2 separate regions of the Rattus norvegicus genome follow, and region 2 is linked to region 1. The links are chromatin contacts, called in public Hi-C maps. All regions are on one chromosome and are shown on one strand. Each heading gives the region's core, a stretch centred on a gene start, on an enhancer-like site or on the middle of the called end of the contact. The rest is flanking DNA. Distances are from core to core; before and after follow the strand shown. Region 1 holds the start of Cux1 (cut-like homeobox 1). Region 2 overlaps Cux1 (cut-like homeobox 1).

The links. A called contact is a pair of places that touch in the nucleus more often than the background predicts.
Region 2: a contact with region 1 is called in a Hi-C map of psoas muscle, with 1.9 times the contacts expected there. The contact joins the enhancer-like site here to the promoter of Cux1 in region 1. A contact is called at or near these places in 3 of 12 Hi-C or Micro-C datasets (the A7r5 cell line, frontal cortex and psoas muscle) and 1 of 1 datasets of contacts at active chromatin or transcription factors (oligodendrocytes).

The regions. Positions count from the first base shown.
Region 1 is chr12:25,740,476-25,746,192 of GRCr8, reverse strand. It overlaps Cux1 (cut-like homeobox 1), which reads right to left and starts at 2,222. Exons shown (of 23, transcript NM_053860.1): 1 at 2,092-2,222. The coding sequence starts at 2,154.
Region 2 is chr12:26,007,689-26,013,405 of GRCr8, reverse strand. The region is part of intron 19 of Cux1 (cut-like homeobox 1); the gene reads right to left. Among named protein-coding and RNA genes, the nearest start is that of Sh2b2, 55 kb to the left of the region's middle. Within about 2 kb of position 2,130, at least 1 of the 93 cell types and tissues checked has an H3K27ac peak or open chromatin away from gene starts, as enhancers often do.

The DNA of each region.
Region 1 (5,717 bases), core at 973-3,472:
TCACTCAAGTTCACGTTCAAGCACACTTTAAAGTTGGGAGCAAAGGCGGTTTCCCTAGAGATGTTATGGAACATATCTCTCTCTCTCTCTCTCTCTCTCTCTCTCTCTCTCTCTCTCTCTCTCTCTCTCTCTCTCTCTCTCTCACACACACACACACACACACACACACACACACACACACACATACACACACACACTCCCCACAGTGCAAGGCTGCCTCTATGGACCACAAGACTGTCCCCTATCTCTGATGTCCCCAATGATCAAAGCTCTGAGGGCTCATTTGCCGCTCACCTTCAACTTGGCTCCGGCTACGCACAACATCCACCTGGCAGAATCCCGGGGCTGTCCAGGCGCCGTGAACGCGGGGCTAGCACTAGCAGGGAGGACCCCGAGGGCGAGCAGCTGGTTCCGATGAGGAGTGGCAGGCGGAATAGCATCCTCTGGACACGCAGGCAGCTCCGCCGCGGATTGGGAAGCCCCAATACCATCCCCTCGAGGCGATGGGGAACCACAATCAGTCTCCTTACAGTCCAGCGGGGCCCCCGGGGCTTTGCTTTCAAGAACCGGGTTGGAGAAGGCAGCTTGGAGCGGACCTGAGGCGCGCTCCATAGTTCCCGGGGCCCTTTTGCAAAGAGGACAGAACACACCCCTTCGCGAAAGAGAGTGAGGGGCTGGAGTGATGAAAGCGACCGATCCCCGAGGGGGGAGCCCTGGAAGTCCCTGAGACGCGCAGCTAAGTCTGTCTGCACCGATCGGTGACCCGGGAGGAAAAGCGCCCCGAGACCGGGTCACGCAGCGGCCTGCGCTCGGTGGAAAGTTGCAGCCTTCCTCCTGCACCTTCTCCCTTCTCCGGGGCCGATCCCACACTCTGCGCGACCCACTGGTGTCCCCCCGCAAGCCAAGTTTTCCCCTTCCAAAGCTTCCCCCACAACCCCTTCCCGGGGAAGTCCCCGGGCGCAAAAAAGGGGGACAGATCCAGCTCCGCAGTCACTTTCACGCAGCAGACACACAAAAGAGCGCGGGGCTTGCGGGTTGGCCCCGGGACGTAAACAAACGGGGTGGGGGAGGGACCCGCCACACCGGGTAGCCGTTCCCCTGGTCCGGTCGACACCGGTTGACAATCCCTCACGGGAGTAGTAGAAAAAAGATTGGTGGCCGCTGGGCCCAGAGACCGATCGAGGAGCAGTCAGGAGCTCCAACCCACCCGCCGTCTCCACGACAAGGGCCACCCGCCAGCCTGGCCGTCGCCGCCGCCGCCGCCAGCCGCCGGTGGCCGATCTGACCCTCCCCCGGAGCCGGCGGCACCACAGCGCCACCAGCTCCAGCTCCGCCGCGCCGGCGGGGCAGTGGCGGCGGCGGCGGCGGCGGTCCGCGACTCTCTCCTCCAGGAGACAGAGGAAAGAGAGAGAGCGAGAGACAGGCGCTTCACCCCCCACCAGCAACTCCCCACAAACTTTCCCCGGGAATACGCCGGGGCTGAGCTGGGGGGGAAGGAAGGACGTGACTGGCGCGAGGGCGACTAGCGTCCCGAAGCTCCCCTTCTTTGCAACCCCGCCACCCCTCCAGAGCCACCCCGTGGCTCGTCCCCCTCTTTAGCGCGCGCGAGTTCCCACTGAGCCCCCATGGGGGGGGGGGGGACCGCCGCTCCCCCTTCCTCTCCACCGGGGTCCCGCGACAACGACAGCGCGCGGGGTCGGCGACGGCGGCGGAGAGGACGATGAGGATGATGATGGCGATGATGGTGGGGAGGAAGACACCCTCCGGGGTTGAAGGGGGCAGACACCGGGGGGCAAAGATGTTGGTGGCGGCTGGCGGCTCCGGCGCCATCTTGGGCTGATCGATGAATTGAACAAAGAGGATCAATTTCTGATCAAGCCGAGTGATCAATGAGAGCCGGGGAGCCCGAGGGACTCGTCGCCGACTCGGCCCCGCTCTTCTGCCGGCACCCCCCTCCTGCTTTCCCCCGTCGCCTCAGCACCCCCGCCAGGGCCCTGGCAGCCCGGAGTGTCACCCTCCTTCCTGAGGGAGGCCGCGACCGCCCGCAGCCCTCACCCCCCGGGCGCGAGGCCGAGCGCCGAGAAGCCTGACCTGCAGCTGCTGTAAATCAAAGCGCTTCCAATATTGAAACATCGATCCCACATTGGCCGCCATCTTGAGACATATTGAGACGGAGTGAGAGGCTGATAGAGAGGGGGCTGGAGTTCAGGAGCCGCCAGGAGGCAGCAGGCGGGCGGGCGCCAAAACCCGGCCTGGAGCCGGCCGCCGCCTCAGCCACCGCGGACGCGGACTCCTTCCTCACGGCGCCGCCGCCGCCGCCACCGCCTCAGCCATGGAGTCCAGAGCCTGAGGGAAACGCAGCGGCGGCGGCGGCGGCCTTGACGCGCGCGCGCCGCGCTCTCTCTCCACAGCCCGAGCGCGGGCATCCGGGGCCCTCGCGACCCCTCACCCTTTTTCCCGCGCGCCCCGCCACAAGCCCCCTCCCAGGCCGCGCTGCGACCCTACGGCGGCCCGGCCTCGAGGGGGCGCTGCAGGGTCTCCTCAGGACCCTGCAGCTCACCTAAAGGGTGCCCTCCCAACCCCCCCCGGAAAGGTCGCGGTCGCTGTTGGTCAACGCTTTGGGAGAAAGTCCCCCTCGCTTGGCGTGGGGACGGTGGACTGCGCTGCGACAGCAGGGTGCGGGCGCTGCGCTCTTTTGCACCGTGCGCGCGGAGCGAGCAGAGCCCACCTGCAAAGCCAGCGGCCCAGACCCCAGCCGCCATCCCGTGCGCCGGGGCTGCGGATGACCTCACTCCGCTCCCCTGTGCGCTCCAGCTGGGGGACCTCCAGACCACAGCGGTCGCGACCAGTGTTTCATATTCAAGGAAGTACAATTGTGTCGTGGTGAAAGGGAGGGTGGGGGGTGACCACCAAGCCTTGGAGCCTGCGGCTGCTGCCGCCACAGCTTCCATTCACGTCCTACACACACTCGGTTGCAATCCCCTACTTGCACCGGGACACATCAGCTAGTGGCGGCGGCCTTCCCACCCTTCAGAGCCGCTCCAGCGTCTGCCAGGACTGGGGCAAGTCTTGGAACACAGCTCTGTCCCCAACCATGCTTGTGCGACACAACTCAAGAAACTTCCTCTGGGGTTCACACAGCTCCGCGCCTCAGTCTTTGCAGGCAGAAAGTTTGAGAGCGTGCAGTGCACTCGAAACCGAGCGCTCGTTCCCAAGTTTTGCAAAAACGCTCACATTTAAGCCAGGAGTGGGGAAGGAAGTTCTCTTTACATTTCCTTCTAGCCCCAAAGCACACGTTTTAGGATCTTCATCTTTAATGGATTTATTCACACCAGAGAGTTTGCGTTTACAGTAGGAACACAGTGTTTTCACTTTGCTGCACTTCGGTGAACGTGTAATTAGTTAAGACAAATCCCTAAATTCCTTAATCTTGAAAATTATATGTAAATAACGTCTGTATGGCATACCAAACATGACAGTAGAAAATAATTGCTCTCTGAGCCAAGTTTGAGGGTTTAGCGCTATTTGGTTGCGGTGAGATCGATATTTTTGGAGAATGAGGTTGGAAGGGAAAGTCCCACCGAGATTTAAAGAATACAAGTGTTCCCGGGTCTTGCAACTGCACCCAGAAGCCTCTGTGTCTATGCAGCGGTCCGGACCGAGTTGCAACCCCAAGTCGCAGCCTTTGAAGGGCAGGAGCCACCCGAAGCAGGTGCGTGGGAGCGCGCGGGCGTCAGGAGGCGCAGAGCCAGCCTGTAGTCTGGATGCTTTGACGCGGCGCCAGGCGGGACACTGCGGACCTCGGGTGGCCGCAAGCTGCCTGAGTGTCAGGCGCCGGAGCCGGAACGCGCGGACGGCCGCGCTGCAGCTCCGTTAGCACCGCCCGGTAGAGGGCAGCGGCTCCCTTACACTCAGGTCCTGAGGGTCCCCACCACCGACACCCGCCCCCAGCGCACGTGCCCACCCCAGCTCCGCGCACTTGGCCACGCCTTGACCGGGATCGAGGCGGGAAGCAACTCCTTTCCCACCTAAAAGCCTCTTAGAATTTACCGGATTTTTCCCTGTCTTGTATTTTAAAGACCATCTACGCTTGTGCGGTGGTCGGCAAGAATGACAAAAAATTGACCTAAAAGTGGCTAGGCAAAATGTGCGGGAGCATTAAGCCAAGCAAATTTCCTCTCGTGGGGAACGGTCGGGGAAATGGTATGGATTTACCACAGATGTTCTCAATCTAATTATCCTGTCGATCCCCTGGGTTTGAACTTTAAAAACTGAAATATATATGACCTGTGTAATGGAAGGGAAGCACATCTGGTTGGAATTCAGAGTCTGAATCCATGGCAATATTTTAGATATAAGTTTGACGGGTATTAAATACAATTGTTCCGTTTCTAGTTATGTTTATACGTTTGCATGTTACCCTGGCTTACATTGGGAGGCCCAGAGCTTAAGCTTTATTTAAATAAAATTTTAGATTTCTCCTAACAGAATTTTTAGGTTGTACAAACTTTATTGCCCTCGGCCAGGAAGAGGGGAGGGAAAAAAATTAGGATAATTTCTCTAGTGGAAAAAAAAATGTTCTCCTTTCAAAAGATAATTCACTAATCAAAAACCATCTTGGGTGAATGAAGTAATAACGCAAAAGACTTGTGACAAGCTTTTAAAGAATGCATTTAAGATGTTTAGAACAAGTATTGTCCTAAAAGAACAACTTAGAGACGGTGGGGTGGTTCAGTGTGTAAAGGACTTGTTTTACCAGAACCCATGTGGAGAGAGGAGGAAACAGACCCCAAAGAATTGTCCTCTGACTTCTGCCCACTAGCTGTAGCATGCACCACACTGCACACATCCACACACACCGTCATCGTTATGATTAATAAATAAAATTTAATATAGAGCAAATTATAAGCATTTCAAAGACTCGTTTCTTTCTTGTGAGTTCATGCTCACCCGAAGTACTCTAAAACCTGGACAACCATTGGTGTCTGAACGTAGTGGACTTACAAAGTCACCAATTCCTTAAAATATTTTTAAAATGGAAGGATTTAAGGACTTCTATCTCCATCAACACCCACAAAGATGACACAATGAGTGATCAGATCCTTCTAGAACCAACCGTGAGAAAGGATGGCTCTGACGCAGGGGGAAAAAAAGTTGACATATAATTGATATGACTTTGAATGAAGCATAAGAAAAACAATCCAGAGGCATTGGGTCATTTTGTTTAATGTTTAGCTTCTCCCTTTAGGGGAAGAGCACTCACAGTTCCCAATGCCTGACTAATTGCCACCCCAAGCTTTCCAAAATAAGCCCCCCCTGTCATCAAGTGAGAGAGCTGATCAAAACGATATCCAGTCCTGGCACCGTTGTTACTCAGCTTAGCACCAGAGAGGGCAACTTGTAAGTGATGCAGGAGCCTGGGTTTTCTCAGTTTCTTCTGTGGATGTTACCATTATTACCCAAAACAGTAAAATGAAATAGGGTTAGCCGACAGGGTGGTGCACACCTGTCATCCCAGCAGGAGATAAAGTCAGGAGGAGATGTTCATGGCCATATATAGAGAAGTCGAGGCCATGCCCCACATGTGGCCCATACATATACAGCCACCCAATTAGACAAGATGGATGAAGCAAAGAAGTGCAGACCGACAGGAGCCGGATGTAGATCGCTCCTGAGAGACACAGCCAGAATACAGCAAACACAGAGGCGAATGCCAG
Region 2 (5,717 bases), core at 881-3,380, 270 kb before region 1:
TGTATGAACACTTATCAGTGAATCTCTGTGTTAAGAGAAAGTGCATGCCACACAAACAGTCTAAATATACATTACTGCAGGGAAAAAACAAACTCTCTAGTTAAATTGTTTTGATGTAATCAAAGATTAATTACACAAGTGCGCGCGTGCGCATGGGCCAGAGAATAATTTCTGGAGTCATTCTTTAGGCACCATTCACCTTTTTGTGGTATTGGGAATTACACCTAGGACCTTTTATGCACTAGGCAAGTGCTTTACCTCTGAGCTACATTCTCAGTCCCACCTTGATTTTCGAGACAGGATCTCTCACTGGTATGGAAGCAGCAAGGAGGCTGGGCTGGGCTGGGCTGGGCTGGGCTGGGGTGTCTGCCTGTCTCAGCCTCTCCAGTGATGGGATACAACTACCACTTGCCTGCCCCTCCCTTGCCAAAACTGTGGGTTCTGTAAATCAAACTTTTCCAGGAAGACCAGGCCAAAGGTGGTCTTTTTGGAAAAGGGTTATAGTCCAGGCTGGCCTTGAACTTTTGACTGCCTGGCTTTAGCCTCCTAAAGCTAGGATATGGGTATGTATCACTATTCCCCATCTTTAAAAAAGTGGCCATAAATATTCCTCCCTTCCCAGGCCTTCTGGGACTGCAACTAAAACTCCTTCCCCATGGCACACGGTGGGCAATGAGCTGTGTGTCCACCTGTGCAGGAAGAAGCACCTGCCCAAGCAGCCTGTCCCCACTCAGTAAGAAAGCCACTCAGGCAGTGTGCAGAGGATGGGGCTGGGCTGAGCTAGGAGACTGTTCCATGGTCAAGCGAAGCCAGTGGCACACATGGGTGTGACTTGCTACTTCCTGTCTTTTAATGACCATTCAGGTGGGTGAACTACTTTGGCTCTATGAGGAACCAGGTGACGTTTCCCTTATAGACATCTTTGTTTGAAAAGCTATTAAGGTACATAATTTTACACATCCTCCTAATCTTGCCATACTGCTTTCCTTAATTTGTGATGAGATTGTTGGGAAAGAGTACTTAATGTAGGACAGTCAGTAAAAGTAATTTATCATTTCCCCGCTTCAGTGCGCCTGTTATCAGCGGGCTCATTTTCTGCATTCATCATGCAATCAGCCTATTATTTGCATATTAATCAGGCAGTGGACCATGAAGGAACTGCATCCCTGCCAAATGCTGCACTATCTCAGGAGAAACACTCAGGAATTATCATACATCAGTGTTATGATGTGGTAATTGATTATAACATCTTCCTGCAACCCCTGGGGAGTCCCTCTACTAACCCAGCTCCGGGCATGCTGGGTGGACCTTTTTCTTTTCTTGCAAAACCCTGAATGGCTGTTGCTGTTCGTCTCTAGTGTTATTTCTAGGGAATAATCGATGATGGTTGTTATTTTAAAATTTATTACTTTTATTTACTTTGTGTGTGTATGTGTGTGCCCATTTCCAAGTGCACATGTGGAGGTCAGAGGTCACTTGCAGGAGTCACTTCTCTCCTTCCAGTATGTGGGTCACAGGGATCGAACTCAGGTCTCCAGGCTTGGTGGCAAACCCCTTTACCCACTGAGGCAGCTTACTATTTTTTTCCCCGAGTTTATGAAATGTTGTCGCTCATGTGAGATCACACGGATCTTCCCTCAGGAATGAGCAAGTTAAGCTAGGGCTCTAGTTTAGTATTTGGACTGACTGCAAATCCTCAGGACATCCTATCAGTAATCTGAGCAGTGCATGGGAAACAGAGGCAGGAGGGCCAGCAGGTGAAGACCATCCTCAGCTAAGCAGAGTTGGAGGCCAGCTTGGGACATGTGAGACTCTGTCTCTAAACAAATGAACAAACAAACAAACACAGTGAGATGGCCTGACTAAGGGACACCCTGGGAACCTCAGAGTCTTTGCTGCCCAGTCTTCTAGATTTCAAGTCGGTTACCCTGAACACCACAGGAGCTTCTTATTCAATAAAATGTGCTACCGTTCCCGTCTCTCCTAATGGTGAAGCTGGAATGAAGGCGGTCTGCCTGCTTTGTTTAGGTGCCGAGTGACAGGCTAATTTTGGTCCTTATGTAAAGGATGAACCCCACATCTGCCAGTTCAGACATGGGCTATATTTAGGATCCCCGTTCCTCAGGGACGAACAAACAATCCAAGAGATGAAGCCAGTGATGGATACCTCTGGGTCGCCTCCTGACCTGACCTGTTCTGGAGAGGGCCAGTGGGCATTTCCCTCCTCACGCATGAGGGAGTCTGAGCATCCTCTGTGGGCTCGTCACATGGGGTTGGGGTCTGACTTGGATGAAGACACAGAGCCTAAGAACAGGGCTGTTCTCAGCAAGAGGATTTGGACTGGATGGGGTTTCAGAGAAGTATAACCCTTTACCACCTAGCCTCGGCACATCTAAACACTGCAGACTTTCTAAGCTTGAGCCCCATGTTGTCTGTCATTGACACCATAGTCCCCTCTCCTTTCTAGTCTTGGGCACAATCACACATAGGAGGCCTTCTCTGTCATTTATGTTTTTCTATCAGTTGCTTCCTTTGCTATGGGTCTCATTTTTATGTTAACTTTGTGTAATTTGATCCAAATTTTGGTGTGCATGTGTGTGCGCGTGCGTACATAGGTACATATGGAAGGTAGAAATTAACCTCTGATGTTATTTCTTTGGAGCCACCTATCTTGTTTGTTGAGACAGAGTCTCTCATTAATCTAGAGTCTATCAAGTAGGCTTACTGGCCCGGTGACCATTAGGTCTTCATGCTTATAAGATAAGCATTTTACTGACTGGATGTTTTGAAGCTTCCCTTGATTCCCTATGCAGTTACAGTGGTCAACCTTTCCTTTGTCCAGGATACTAGATCCTCTGGCCCATGGAGCTGGCTCCTATAGGCACCTACCTCAGTAGCAGCAAGGCCACTGGAATCAGGATCTTGTAAAGTTCTGCCACTTGGAGGGTGGTGAGTAAATTCCTTTTCTCCTAATCTGAAATCTTCTTAAGCAGAAATCCCACAAGGGGAGGTTCTGCTTACTAAGGACATCAGAATAGTATGTGACCTCCCGAAGACACAATGTGTGAGCCTCGTTTTAGTCCCACTTTCCTTCTTAAACAACCTGAGAGTTTTCTGCATTCAGGTTCTTATTTTATCCCTAGATTGGAACATTAGAGACCCAAGTCCTCACATGCTCTCATGACCTACTTCTCGCTCTTGTACCAAAGGCCCAGTATACTGGAAATTCTGTTTTCCAAAGTAGGTGTGCAAAAGAGGGAGGAGAGAGAGGTGGCTGAGGCCGTGCCTGGGTCCAATGGGAATCTGTAAAAGCGAGGCCAGGTAGTGCCAATCGTGAGAAGCAAAAGTGCCTGGCTGGCTGGGTCACTGTTTCCCTTTGATGGAAAGACTGTTTCTAGACTCCTTTCCCAACACTGAATGCTGACCTCTGACTATTCTTTTGAAGCTCAAGAGGCTGCAATGGTGACCAAAGAAAAGCATTCGTTCATTTATTTACTTGTGCTGGGGTGGAATCTATGGACTCTGGTATGCTTCTGCTGAGCTGCACTCCTCACCTAGAAAGCCAACATCTAAACGTTACTTGTTTCTGTGTCCCAGAAGCATTATATCTAACTAAAACCGTTTCCTCACAGTCTAGGAGGTAGGTCTGAAGGAGGACAGGAAGGCTGAGTTGTTGCCCATACCCACAGTAAGGGGCAGAGGCAGGATGAGTGGTTGCTCTCCATTAGCTCAAGGGAAGCCACTGTTTAGAAACCAATCTGATTCTCTTTTAAGAGCTCTGGGCATGACTCAGTGGTAGAGCACCAGGCTAGAATCCCCCAGTGAGGGGCAGAGGTATGACAGCCCCTAATGCAACACATTAAAAAAGGAAGCAATGAGGAAGTTAGTCATATGCGCTGCTTGAACGTTAAAGGGGCAGCATCAACAGTGTCCCGTAGGAAGAGAACAGCATGCTTTTGTCGTCTTCCTTCCCCCTGTGGGCTAAGAAGGCTTCTGAACTAGCTGTTTCTCATGTATTCAGGTATGTTCCCTGTCTGAAGCATTTTGTTGCCAGGTCTTTTCATGGCCCAGTTGCAGCTCCAGGGACGTTCTGGCAAACCTTGGCCCACACATGCCACACAACAGCTCAAACTCAGAAATTCCCTCTTTGACCTCAGAGTGGAGAATTCCTATAATATGTTACATTTACTAAATAAAAATGACCCAAGGCAGACTGCCAACCAGAAGGAGAGACCTGAATGGGCCACCAAGTTGAAGGTCCATAGGTGACAATCCAGGCTGTGAGCCAGTGGCCATGTGTGGAATCTTTTCAGTTCACTCATGGATTCCCAGGTCTTTTTCTTTGTGTGTCAGTATGTTACATGTATACCCATGTCTATGGGGTTGCACATTTATTTGCAGAGCCAGAGAACAACCATGGGTATTGCTTCTTGCCTTTTTTGTTTGTTTGTTTGTTTGTTTTAAACAGAATCTTTTATTGACTTAGAAATCAGGGACCCTGTTGTCTCTGCCTCCCCAGCACTGGGATTTACAAGCATATACCACCACACCTGGCTTTTTACATGGATTCTGGGGTTTGTACTAGGGTCCTCATGTTTGTATGGAATGCTCTTTACTGACTCCAAGGCCCCCGAGTTTTCCTTTTCCCTGTGATCTGCTAAATGAGGCTATGTGTAATGTATTATGTTGATTATACACAAACCTCGATTACATGAATGCAGCCAGATTCCTTCTGTCTGGACAGAACTAGTTGCTCTCATGACATTCTTGGAGCAAAGAGAAGGGAAAATGTAACTTGAGTCTATCTAGCGAACCCACAAGGTCCTGCCCATGAAATTAGTCCCATGAAATTTTCTGAGGCTGCCACCAACCCTCTGTCACCTCTTCTGTGTCAGTCAGATGCCAAGAACTGACTGCTTAGTCAAGAACAGACTGTATCAGAATCCTACTGTTGGGTCTGAGACGAGAAACTCCTGCGACAGGGTTTCCCAGCAGCTCAAACAAGTGCTACGATGCACGCCATAAAGGCATATGGGTGACCATGCTGTGAGAAACAGCCATGGGCCTCACCTGCATAGCTGTGTGTCACAGTAGGGTGGGGTGAGCAGGATACCCAGGCTAGAGCCAGCCTGAAGCAGCTGTCCCCTCCAAGGGACAGCTGACACTCTGCTGATGGACAGTGGCGCCATGGAGCTGCATGATTCTTCATGGGTGGGCAGGATCTGGAAGCCACTCTTCCTGACCACCCGGTTCCCTGGGAAAAAGCTGAGTGCTCTGTGCTTAATCTATGGAAAATGGGCTGTCATTTCACTGGTACACTGACAAGATCTGCCAGAAGCCAGCATGGAAGGACAGGCAGAACACCTTGTTAGTTTCAGTCATGAAAGGCTCCTGTAGTAACAAGTTCCCAAGCTGAGGGCACAGGCAGCTCTTGTAGGAGCCCTCCAGGATGCCATAATTTCCGTGATGAATGTCATCATGAGAGGGTCCCTTCCGTCCCTTCAGAGCTACCTCTCATCTCTCTCCTCTAGTGGCTGAAAGATGAACCAGCCCAAGCAGCTGTGTAGAAGTTAGTTTTAAGAAGTAAAAGGAGGTATTACATAAGGTTAGCAGAGCCTATCCAGTGTGTGTGCTTCCTTAACTCTGAGAATCCACATTAAAAAAAAGAGCTTGGTGCCATGGTGCATGTTGTAACCCTAGCACTGGAAGGTGGGACT